Regions from separate parts of the Capra hircus genome. Here region 1 is linked to region 2. A link is a contact called in public Hi-C data. All regions are on one chromosome and are shown on one strand. The core of a region is the stretch at or near the end of the contact, and the rest is flanking DNA. Distances in the headings are between cores, read along the strand shown. Region 1 holds the start of BIRC2 (baculoviral IAP repeat-containing protein 2). Region 2 has its middle 6.6 kb from the start of TRNAD-GUC.

The links. Hi-C and Micro-C count contacts between places; a contact is called where the count stands out from the background.
Region 1: a Hi-C map of blood shows a contact between it and region 2, with 4 times the contacts expected there. The contact joins the promoter of BIRC2 here to the enhancer-like site in region 2. A contact is called at or near these places in 2 of 5 Hi-C or Micro-C datasets (both in blood).

What each region holds. Positions count from the first base shown.
Region 1 is chr15:76,101,367-76,106,953 of ARS1.2, forward strand. It overlaps BIRC2 (baculoviral IAP repeat-containing protein 2), which reads left to right and starts at 3,265. Exons shown (of 8, transcript XM_018059895.1): 1 at 3,265-3,438; 2 at 4,773-5,587.
Region 2 is chr15:76,031,862-76,037,356 of ARS1.2, forward strand. No RefSeq gene overlaps it. Among named protein-coding and RNA genes, the nearest start is that of TRNAD-GUC, 6.6 kb to the left of the region's middle. Within about 2 kb of position 1,785, at least 1 of the 5 cell types and tissues checked has an H3K27ac peak or open chromatin away from gene starts, as enhancers often do.

The sequences.
Region 1 (5,587 bases), core at 2,015-4,514, 71 kb after region 2:
ATGGACTGGCTGGATCTCCTTGCTGTCCAAGGGACTCTTAAGAGTCTTCTCCAATTCCACAGTTCAAAAGCACCAGTTCTTCGGCACTCAAGTTTCTTTATAGTCCAGCTCTCACATCCATACATGACTACTGGAGAAACCATAGCTTTGACTAGATGGACCTTTGTTGGCAAAGTAACATCTTTGCTTTTTAGTATGCTATGTGGTCATAACTTTTCTTCCAAGGAGCAAGCGTCTTTTAATTTCATGGCTGCAGTGATTTTGGAGCCCCCCCCCCAATAAAGTCTATTCAATGGAAAGTACTCTGAGGTCTACTCAAGAAAGACAAAGAAGTTCTTCTCCCTCTTTCATTTTTCCTTTGATTATAAAACTCTAGCCCAGTAAGATCCTGGGGCATGGCACCCCCTTGCCTGCCTGCTTGTGAGCCTCACAAGCATGTTATTCTAATAAATCACCTTTTAGCTATCACTTTGCCTCTCACTGAATTCTGCACTGAGACACAGAGCCCCTGATATGACATCAAATGGTTTCACAACTGAATAACAGTACCACAGACAGTTAGATTATGGTCTTAAATATCATTTCCCACTGAAGGAAACAAAGCACTTTGAATAAATGGCTCGTTATAATTACTGGGTAAGAGATGTACAAAGCCAGTATTGAAAGCAATCAAAGACTACCAGGGCCATTTCTAAAGGACTCAGGAATGACTTCCCTGGTGGTCTAGTGGCTAAGACTCTATGCTCTCAAGGCAGGGGCCTGGGTTTGCTACAACTAAAGGTCCTGCATGCTGCAACAAATATCGAAGATTCTGTGAGCCAAAAGTAAGACTCAGCACAGTCAAATAAATAATTAAAATATACACATAAATTTTTAAAAAAGGACTCAAAAGCCAACATAAATAAGCTCCCATTGGACTATTGAGAATAAGTGCAAAGGATTATAACTCACAAAGTGTTAAAATCCCTAGATTCATATAAATAGCTGTTCCCTTTAGGGTTTTTACCCATTAGAACTTTTTTTTTTAAACAGTTTAGGTCACCACTTAATTTTATTTTTCATTAGCGTAATCACTCATTATTATTTATTGACCAGTTAAGTCCTTTTCTCAATGATATGTAATATAATACCAACGTCAGGTTCATATATATATTTCTAGGCACTGTATCTTGTTCCTTTATTTGTCCATTCTTGTGCTAACTCAGTACTATCTTTATTACTATGACTTTACTGTATAACTCATTATCTCATGGATAAGTCCCTTCAATCTTATATTCTTCAAAATTGTCTTGGATCCTGTAAATATGTTGTTGACATATATGTGAAAAATATTAGGATAGCAACCTCAGTAAAAATACACACCTTATTTTAAAAAATCACCAGCAATTCTACACTGTAAATATTAAAAAGATTAACTGAGTAAGTGGGCAACAATAAATTTAACATTCAACTACAAGGTTATGCTGGAGAAGGCAATGGCAACTCACTCCAGTATTCTTTCCTAGAGAATCTGAGGAACAGGGGAGCCTGGTGGGCGGCTGTCTATGGGGTCGCACAGAGCCGGACATGACTGAAGTGACTTAGCAGCAGCAGCACAAGGTTATACATGGTTAAAGTTATAGTTATTATACCTGAATGTTATTACACAGGTTTTTTTGGAAATGTCTATGGACTTTCAGTTTTTGAAATACGAATTTTCCCTTATACTGTTTTGGTTAGGACAAGAATTGAAAATGAGAAATAGTCTTGAATCCAGAATGAACAGTTCTTGCTATATTTATTTTCCCACACATAAAAAGAAAGTTGGGTAACTTTCAGAGAAATTGTAACTTGAACTAAATACTGAACTCATGTGCATATTTGGAAGTTTTTAGTCATTGGGAGTCACGGCATTTCTTTTCTCTGTATCACAATCTGTTATGAATACTTTCTTTTTACTACTAACACTTGAACAGAAGCCTTGCTGTTCTGTGATTGACTGGCAGGCAGAAATGACAGGGACAGGAAATGGGAAATGGTTCAGGGTTTTGGAATTCCCCCGGCTGCCTAATTAAGTAGCTTATTTGGAAGTTTTTGAAATATTTGCCCCCCCTGGGGTTCCCCTGAGAGAAGAAATCATCTGATATCATTCACAAAGAGAGTCTTCACAAAACATAAACTAAAAAATTCCCTTGCTGCAATATAGCAAATATTTACTGTATGCCACTGTGTTCACAAACTGCTAGAGAGGGGAGCAAACCAAGATTTTGCTTTTACGATTTTTATCATTTAACTATACGAACATGTCACTTAACTATATAAACGTCACTGATAAAGGCTCCTCTGTGGTTCCTTCACGACTAACATATACATGTGTATGAATGTACCCATTCATTGGAAAAGACCCTGACTGATTTTGGGATTGAGGGCAGAAGAAAAGCGCCACAGGGCATGAGACGGTTGGCTAGCATCACCAACTCAATGGACATGAACTTGGGCAAACTCTGCGGAGATGGTGAGGGACAGGCAGGCCTGCTGTGTTACAGTCCATAGGGTTGCGAAGAATCAGACACGACTTGGCGACAGAACAACAATGTATGAATGTATACATTCCATCCTAGCCACATTCAGATTAAAAAAAGGAGTGAGGCCTAGTCTGAAACGTGGTTCCTGTTGCTCGTGATGACTTTCTGAAATTAGAACACTTTCGTCAGTTATTCCGCCTCCAGGACAGAAAAACAAATGTTTAAAAATAAAAGATACAGTGTCTGATTATAAAATTTATTCTCTGATGCTGTTCTGCCGTCCAACACTTTTTTTCCATTTCCACGGCCAGCTGTCGAAGGTTGACGGTACGCAGCCGCTGAGACCGTTACAACTATTCATTTAATGGAAGCCCAAACGCCGGCAGGTTGCCTCCACCCCGGACATGGTCACCCGCGCTGACGGGAGGCCTCACTCGGAGTCGGCCCGAGCCGGACCCCGAACGCGCGACGCCGGGGAGAGGCGCTTCGCCCGAACGGGGGCGTTTCTGCAGGGCTTCCTGCGGCTCGCGCTTCGTCACGTGCCCATCAGGAGAAGGTCAGGAACGGCGAGGGAACGAAACGTCAAAAGTGCCCACGCCGCGAGATGAAAGGTCCGATTACCAAGCTGAGGCCCGGCTCGTAGCCCCCGCCAGCTGACCTATGGCCGGGCCCTCCCGCCCGCGCGCACTCCCCGAGCCGCGCCAGACTCGCACTTCCGCCCTCAGCCACCCCGGCGCCCTCGGGCTGCGTGACGTGATCCCGGCCGGCGCGCTGACGTCAGCGGGCGTCGGCGTGGGCCTCGCGCGGGCGGGGAGCCTGTGGCGCGCTGGAGCCCAGCCACCCGGCCGCCCCCTTCTGCCGGCGTCGTTGTTCAAGGGGCCGAGGAGGCTCCGGGAGGCTAAGCCGTTTCCGCGTTTGCTGCGTCGGCCTTGCGGTGAGTGCAGCTCCTTCCGGGCCCCGCGGTGCGAGGCGGCTGGGGGCGCGCGGGCCTGTGGGGCTTGGGAGGATTGGGATGACAGGGCCGGGGCCCATCGACCGGGAGCTAGGGGGTCGCAGCGAGCTCTCCGGTCTCCTCTTGCAGATTCTGTTTCATTCGGAAGCCCCAACTCCAAAAGTTGCAGTCGAAAGTAAATTTTTTAAATTGACCTGCTGGCAAGCCTCCGCTGGCCGCCGCCCACTTTTGTGGCCATTGGACTCAGCCCAAGATGTTGGTCAAGCTTCTGCAGGGTTTTAAACTTAGCCCTCGGTGGTGTTTTGTTTAGTGTGTTCGAAGGAGAACAGTCGGTGGGAGCGGGGTCTCCTGTTTCAGATCGCTCCAGCCGCGCTCTGCCACTTTCGTGGTCCACTGTGTTGTGAGAAATAGCGCTGGGAAATTAAAACTCCGGTTTCCCTTCTTTTCCCTTGCAGTCTGTCTCTCGGCCTCAACCCCCGAAGCCGCAAGTTTGCTTTAAGAGGGCAAACCACTGTAGGGTGGCGGTGGACAAAAGTCTTTTAAGACAGAACGCCAAGTTCTGGTATAACAGAAGCTTTCTTGCAAGGGGTCGCATTCCCAAGGCCAGTGTTTCACAGAGCCGTTGTGGGGTGTGTTGTTTTTGAGCTACTTTCTGTGGCTGCTCCTTTGGATTGTAAGGGCGTTGTAGGGCGTTGTAGAGTTAAAAGGGTCATCATGTATTAACGAGTTCCTGACACATTTTACTCTCACTGGTGAGTTTTCCGAGTTCTGGAGAAACTTGATATTAAAGAATAAAGAACATTGTGAGCGCGCACTCGTGTCCGATTCTTTGCGACCCCAGAGGCTGTAGCCCGCTAAGCTGCTCTGTCCATGGAATTTTCCAGGCAATACTGGAATGGGTTGTGTGTATTAAATCGCCTAAATAACTGCTGCACTGTTGCTGATGGGTGCCCTCTCTTTCAGCACTAGTGCCCCTTTGCCTCTAGCAAACTGCCAGAGATATTATCCTTAAAGTATGTATTAAAGTTGTCACCAGAGGAAGAGAGGAGACCAAGAACAAAATAGGTTTCTGTGTCCATCTTTCTTCAAAGTTGTACGTTAAAAGAAATGCATATTTAATGCTATGGGCAATATATTGCATTTATTTTGATAAAGAGATTTTCTAATTAGTTTTGGTGACAAATTGCTGAAATTTAAGATGTATTATCTAAAGTAAATCGCTTTTAGAATTTATTGAATAAGTTGAAAGGAATATATAAATTGTATTCACGGTGAAAATGCAGTTTTCTAAAATAGCCTTTGTTTTTCCTTTTCAGATTTACAGCCCTGAAGATCTACATTTTTCCCCCTCACTTTTTCCCCTGCAGTAATAAATCCCATTATGGACACCCAGAAACTTTATAAAGGGATATAGTTTGAATTCTGCAGAGTGTAATTTTGTGTATGACTTATACTTTTAAAATATGAAGGGTTTTCAGAAACAAGGCTGCTGCTGCTAGTAGAATTAGTGGCATATTATGCATGAGCAGTGTTGGTGGTAGAGTATCTTGTTAGGCATTTGTGATAATACTAGAACAGTCAAGCTGTATCTTGATAAACTTGATTTACCTTTAAAAACAAAATGAGTGATATTATAGGTGCATGATTCTTAAATGAAAGACAAATTATGTAAAAAGGTTCTGCTGTAGAAACTTTATGATTAACTAGTTAAGTTTATGGAGACAATACCTTCAGTTGACCAAATATAATAAAGTGGTATGCAAAGTTAGGAAGAAAGACAACATAATATTAATGGTGCAGAAAATGAAAACAAATATAGACAGTATTAACAAAGATGAGTTAGCAGCTGGTGAGTTTTAACATCGTGCACAGTATAACAGATTTAGGTTCAGCAATGCTTGTAAGTGTTGACATCCTCCAAAATTGTTAACTGAAGCTACTTTAACTTTCTTAAGTAAATACTATGATGATAAGCTATGTGAAATTAGCCTTTAGATAATGTGACCATATGAAGACTTATTGTTTACTAGAATAAAAGATTTTTTTATAAAAAATATACTAAAGTGCTTGGAGGGAAAGAAGTCTGCATATAGTTTTTTTCTCTTGTAGGATGGCCATTAATTGGCTTGAT
Region 2 (5,495 bases), core at 535-3,034:
TGGCCATCTGTTTATTTTCTTTGGAAAAAATGTCTACTCAGATCTTCTGCCCATTTTTTCATCAGATTGTTTGGTTTTCCTGTTTGTTTGCTTGCTTTTGTTATTTTACTATTGAGTTGTATGAGTTCTTTATATATTTTGGATACTAACCCCTTCTCAGATATATGATTTGCAAGTATTTTCTGCATTCAATAGGTTGCCTTTTCATTTTGTTGATGGTTTCTTTTCCTGTGCAGAAGTTTTTTGGTTTGACCTAACCCTGCTTGTTTAGTTTTGCTTTTGGTGTCAGATTAAAAATATCGTCACCAAGATTTCTCTCAAGGAGTTTACTGCTTAAGTTTTCTTCTAGGAATTTTATGGTTTTAGGTCTTTCATTTGAGTCTTTAATTCATTTTGAGTTTATTTCTGTGTATGGTATTGATATGGTCCACTTTTATTCTTCTGCATATGACAGGCCAGTTTCCCAAAATTATTTGTTGAAAAGAATGTCCATACCCATTGTATATTCTTGACTCCTTTGCCATAGATTAATTGCCCACATAGGTATGGGTTTATTTTGGGGCTCTCTATTCTGTTCCATTGATCTGTGTGTCTGTTTTTATGCCAGCATCATACAGTTTCAGTTACTATAACTTTGTAACATAGTTTGAAATCATGGAATGTGATGCCTCAAGCTTGTTCTTCTTTCTCAAGATTGCTTGTGAAGGTTTATTAAGCTCAGAATGAGCCGTTCTGGGGAGAACAGAGTGGCTTCTGAGCCAGTCCATGAATGGCTACCTGAGAGAGCAGGGATAGGAAACTGACTGTTTTTACTGGGATCAAGAGGAGGGATCCTGATGAGGGCCAAGGCTTGCACTGAACTTGCCTTCAGTACCAGAAGAGGAAGCACCAGGACTTCTTATAACTTTCCCAGATGTGGGGCAAAGAGAAGGAAGTAGTGAGGCTCAACATTTGTCGGCAAACATGAAAAATGGAGTCAGATTCTCTATTATGAGAATAAAACGCCTAAAGTCTCATGTTCATTAATAGTAAAATATTTAATTTGTAGTTTATTATTTTTCCACGCGATGTTCCATAGTATAAGAAACCCATTTAAACACACTTTAAAAATAGTATATGGTCTTAGAAATTTTAAGAATTGAAGAAAGAGAAAGTACTTGACGTGCTAAGTCGCTTCAGTCATGTGCAACCCCATGGACGGCAGCCCACCAGGCTCCCCATCCCTGGGAGTCTCCAGGCAAGAACACTGGAGTGGGTTGCCATTTCCTTCTCCAATGCATGAAAGTGAAAAGTGAAAGTGAAGTTGCTCAGTCGTGTCCGACTCTTTGAGACCCCATGGACTGTAGCCTACTAGGCTCCTCCGTCCATGGTATTTCCCAGGCAAGAGTACTGGAGTGGGGTGCCATTGACGTGGTATAAAGTAGTTTAAAAAATATCATGCAAGAGGAACTTCCAAGCTGGCTCATTCAGAAGCCATTTTCCCCAACAAGTAGTGTGTGCATCTTTTCTCTATTAACAGAAAACTTCACTTTAAACAGTGAACAAGTAGTGTGCTATCTTAATTTGAGGCTTCCAAGTCTGTGATAGCTGTGCTGAATCAGCTGTGGAGGGCTACACTACTCTGTAGGGCTTGGAACTAGTCTGTGCCCTGTTAGAATGAAAGTCTCACTAGGACTGAGGCTTTCGAGTCTCTCCTGTTCACCGTCTGCTGTTACCCAGTACCTGACACTAGCAGACATCATGAAAGATACTGGATGGGTGGTTGGTAAGTTCCAGGGAGCTGCCACTGGGTGGCAGTCTTTTCTTGGGTCTGTGCGGCGCATCTCCACAGCGCTGAAACAGTCCCTACTGACGGGTGTGCCCCGACCACATCAATCACACGTGTCCAGACCTCCATGATCCTGCCCCCTCCTGGCTGAAACTTTGTCCCCCAGCCAGCCCTCAGAATGCTAGCGGTTGGAAAAGTACACAGGAATTTTTCTTTGTAATTAATCTTAGATATTATCTGTTCTGTTCCAACTCCCTAATTTTTCAAGCCAATAAAATGGGGCACAGTAAAGCCCTAAGCCTCATAGTGGAAGCACAGCCTTCACTGAACCACTATATATATGTGTGTGTGTGTGTGTGTGTGTGTGTGTGTGTGTGTGTGTGTGTGTAAGTAAGTGAGTGTTAGTCGCTCAGTTGTGCCTGACTCTTTGCAACTCCATGGACTACAGCCCACCAGGCTCCTCTGTCCATGAGATTTTCCAGCCAAGGATACTGGAGTGGGATGCCATTTACTTCTCCAGGGGATCTTCCCAACCCAGGGATCAAATCTGGGTCTCTTGCATTGCAGGCAGATTCTTTACGGACTGAACTACAAGGGAATCCCAGTATATACAAAGTATATATATATATATATATATATATATATACTTTAGTATAGTTATATATGTGTGTTTGTATGCTTTAGGACAGTTATATATATATATGTGTGTGTGTGTGTGTGTGTATAATTTAGTACAGTTCCTGGCCCACAGTAGGTGGTCAAAAAATACTTCTTCCTTTCCCCTTCTCTGTGACAGAGGTATAAAGAAAATTTTGTTTGGACCCAGAGTGAGGAGCAGTAGCTGTAAGAGTTTCCTGAGAACATTTTTAAGAATGTGACGCTGGGGATTGGAAGGACGGACGTGACTTTGGAAGTGCAGAAAGAAGAGAAAGTTCCAGGCAGAGGACAGAGCAAGCAGAGAGGAGGCAGTGGCTGAGGCAACGCAGGAGTGCTGCCCGGGGCCTCTCTAGCCCCCTTCCCTCCCAACACGGCTCACCCTGTCATTTCAGGTCTCAGCTCAAATATCCTCAGAGGGACTTCTCTGACTAGTTCTCTAGAATCACTGCTATCTACCTGCCCTCCTGTTTCTTTTCTTTCTGAGCACACTTGTTTATTTCTGCACCTCCGCAACTACAATGTGGAGAAGGAAATGGCAACCCAGTCCAGTATTCTTGCCTGGAGCATCCCAGGGATGGAGGAGCTTGGTGGGCTGGCGTCTATGGGGTCACACAGAGCTGGACACGACTGAAGCAACTCAGCAGCAACTACAATGTAAGTACACTAAGGTCAGGATTGTATCTGTCTTTTCATGGTAGCGTCACCAATCCCTAAAATAAAAGAGAGCCCTTCGTAAACACCAATGACACAGAGAAATGTACACAACACCAGTAATAGCAGTGGGTGACTTCTGCACAGCAACAACTGTCCTTTCATCACAACCTCCTGCCAGGGAGGAAGGGGTGGATTGTACCACGCAGTGGCCGTGTTCTCTGCTGTGAAGAGGAGATTCTGAGCCAACCATAGGTGAACCGCTCATGTCCCTGACTTCCTGTGGTATCAAGAAGAGGGAGAGAGGTTGCCCGAGCTTCTGGCGGGGAGGAATGTGATAGAAACAGAAAGGACACAGCCAGAGGTAGTTAAAATTTCCCTCATCCTCAAATCCACCCGTGATCATGGTCCTGCTGTAGTCTCAGATCCAGTTCTCAGAACAATAAAACCCTCTCTCGTGACATTTTCAAAGTCACAAGCAACTAAGAAAAAATTAGGAAGATTTTCCATACAAGGGAAATGTCAGATTAATTATGCCCAAAGTTCTGAACCACATCAAAAAGAAAATCTTCATCATGGTATTTAAACTGTCCACCCTAATGCGGGGAAAGATCTGGGTGCTGTCCGGTACAGGAAATGATGTTGGGAGAAGCAGTGGGCGAATTCTTCTCCAGTGCTTTCCAGTCTTAGTAAGGCCAGATTGCCTTTCTTTTGTTCCTAAATGTGCAATGCCACATCTTCTATTCTTGTTGCCAGATGGATGTGATTTAGCACAATACTGTCCCATCAGCATTTCTGTTCAAACATAAGTCAGTACAATGCCGAGCTGGAGGCTATATAAAAAGTAATTAACCACAAAGACAATTACAGTGTAAAGCAGCTGTTCAAAAATCTGAGACATTGTGAAAAGTTGCCACCTAGAAAAAAAAAGCACCTAAAATTTCCTGAAACATCTTGACCTTTATGATGAAGTTTATGTCCCAGATTGACTTCACACTATTTTAGTGGGGTGTGTGTGTGTTTTATTTATTTATTTTTTTTTGAGTTTCACAGTCTCTGCAGCTATCTGAAGAAAAGAAAAGTAAAAATACCACGAAGCTACAGATTGATGTTTATGGGGTTTTTTTTTGCTTTAAAAAAGAAGCAACCCAAACTATCTTCCCTAGGTTTCTCCTTGTTACCACTAGAAGGTGCTAGAATCAGCTCTAAACCAAAGTTCATTGTTGAGTGTTTCAAGTGTCACAAACGTGAAGAAGCCGGGCCAGCCCAAGGTAAAATGTATTGTGCTTACTTTTGAAGAATTAACTAATAGTTTGACTGGAAAAGACAGAATATAAAGGTTTGGTTTTTTGCTCAACTGGGAAAACAGTTATAAATGTTATTAGTGTTCAATTTAGAAAAGGAATACAAAGAAGAAATACATTAAAAAAGTTAAAAAAACTTATCTCTTAGTCCTTTGAATAAAGTCAGCCGAGATGTACTCTTGATCTGTTGAAATGACTCACTGACAGTGCTTCTTGAATTTTGTGTCAAGGTAAAATATCAGACCAAGTGAATAGAAAGTGAATAAATAGATGTTCACCTCAACATTGTTTAAAATACTGTATAATGTTTAAAATACTGTACTTCACTGTGCAATCATAAAAATGGTATAAATGTTTGTTTATTGTCATGGAAATCTATCATGCAATAAAGTTACATGTCTGTAATAAAGTTACATATAACAGGCATGTTACAAAATAGTGATTCAAAATATCATTTAAAGGATTTAATGATAGAAAAGCATCGAAAAAAACTCTCCAAAATGATGATTGCATCCGGATGACATGATTATTCGCTATTATATTTTGGTGGTGTGATCTTGGGAAACCAGTGTGAGTACCCTGTGCCTCTCAGTCTCATCAGTAACAAACAGAGGCGATGCTACTCCATGGTGATCCATATGAAGCGCTTAGAAGAGTGTTGAGCACACAGTACATACGCAAAATACGTCAGCTGTCATCATCGTTATCCTACCTATTCATAGTTTATAATTTTATGAGTACAAATGTATTAGCGTTATAATCAGAAAAGATAATAAACTTTTAAAAAGATGATTCACATGGGGGAGGAGGGAACTGGATTTAGTCTCAGATGGTAAAGAATCTGCTTGCAAGGCAATAGATCCAGATTCAGTCCCTGGGTTGGGAAGATCCCCTGGAGAAGGAAAAGGCAACCGTCTTTAGTATTCTTGCCTGGAGAATGCCATGGATAGAGGAGCCTGGTGGGCTACAGTCTATAGGTTTGCAAAGAGTTGGACCTGACTGAATGACTAACACTTTCATGCTACACATAGTAAGTCAGCTCCCCTTTACCCAGAAAGTTTAGTGGCCAGATCTTTTTAATGCCTAATTTTCAGAATATTCTAAACAAGAATTCA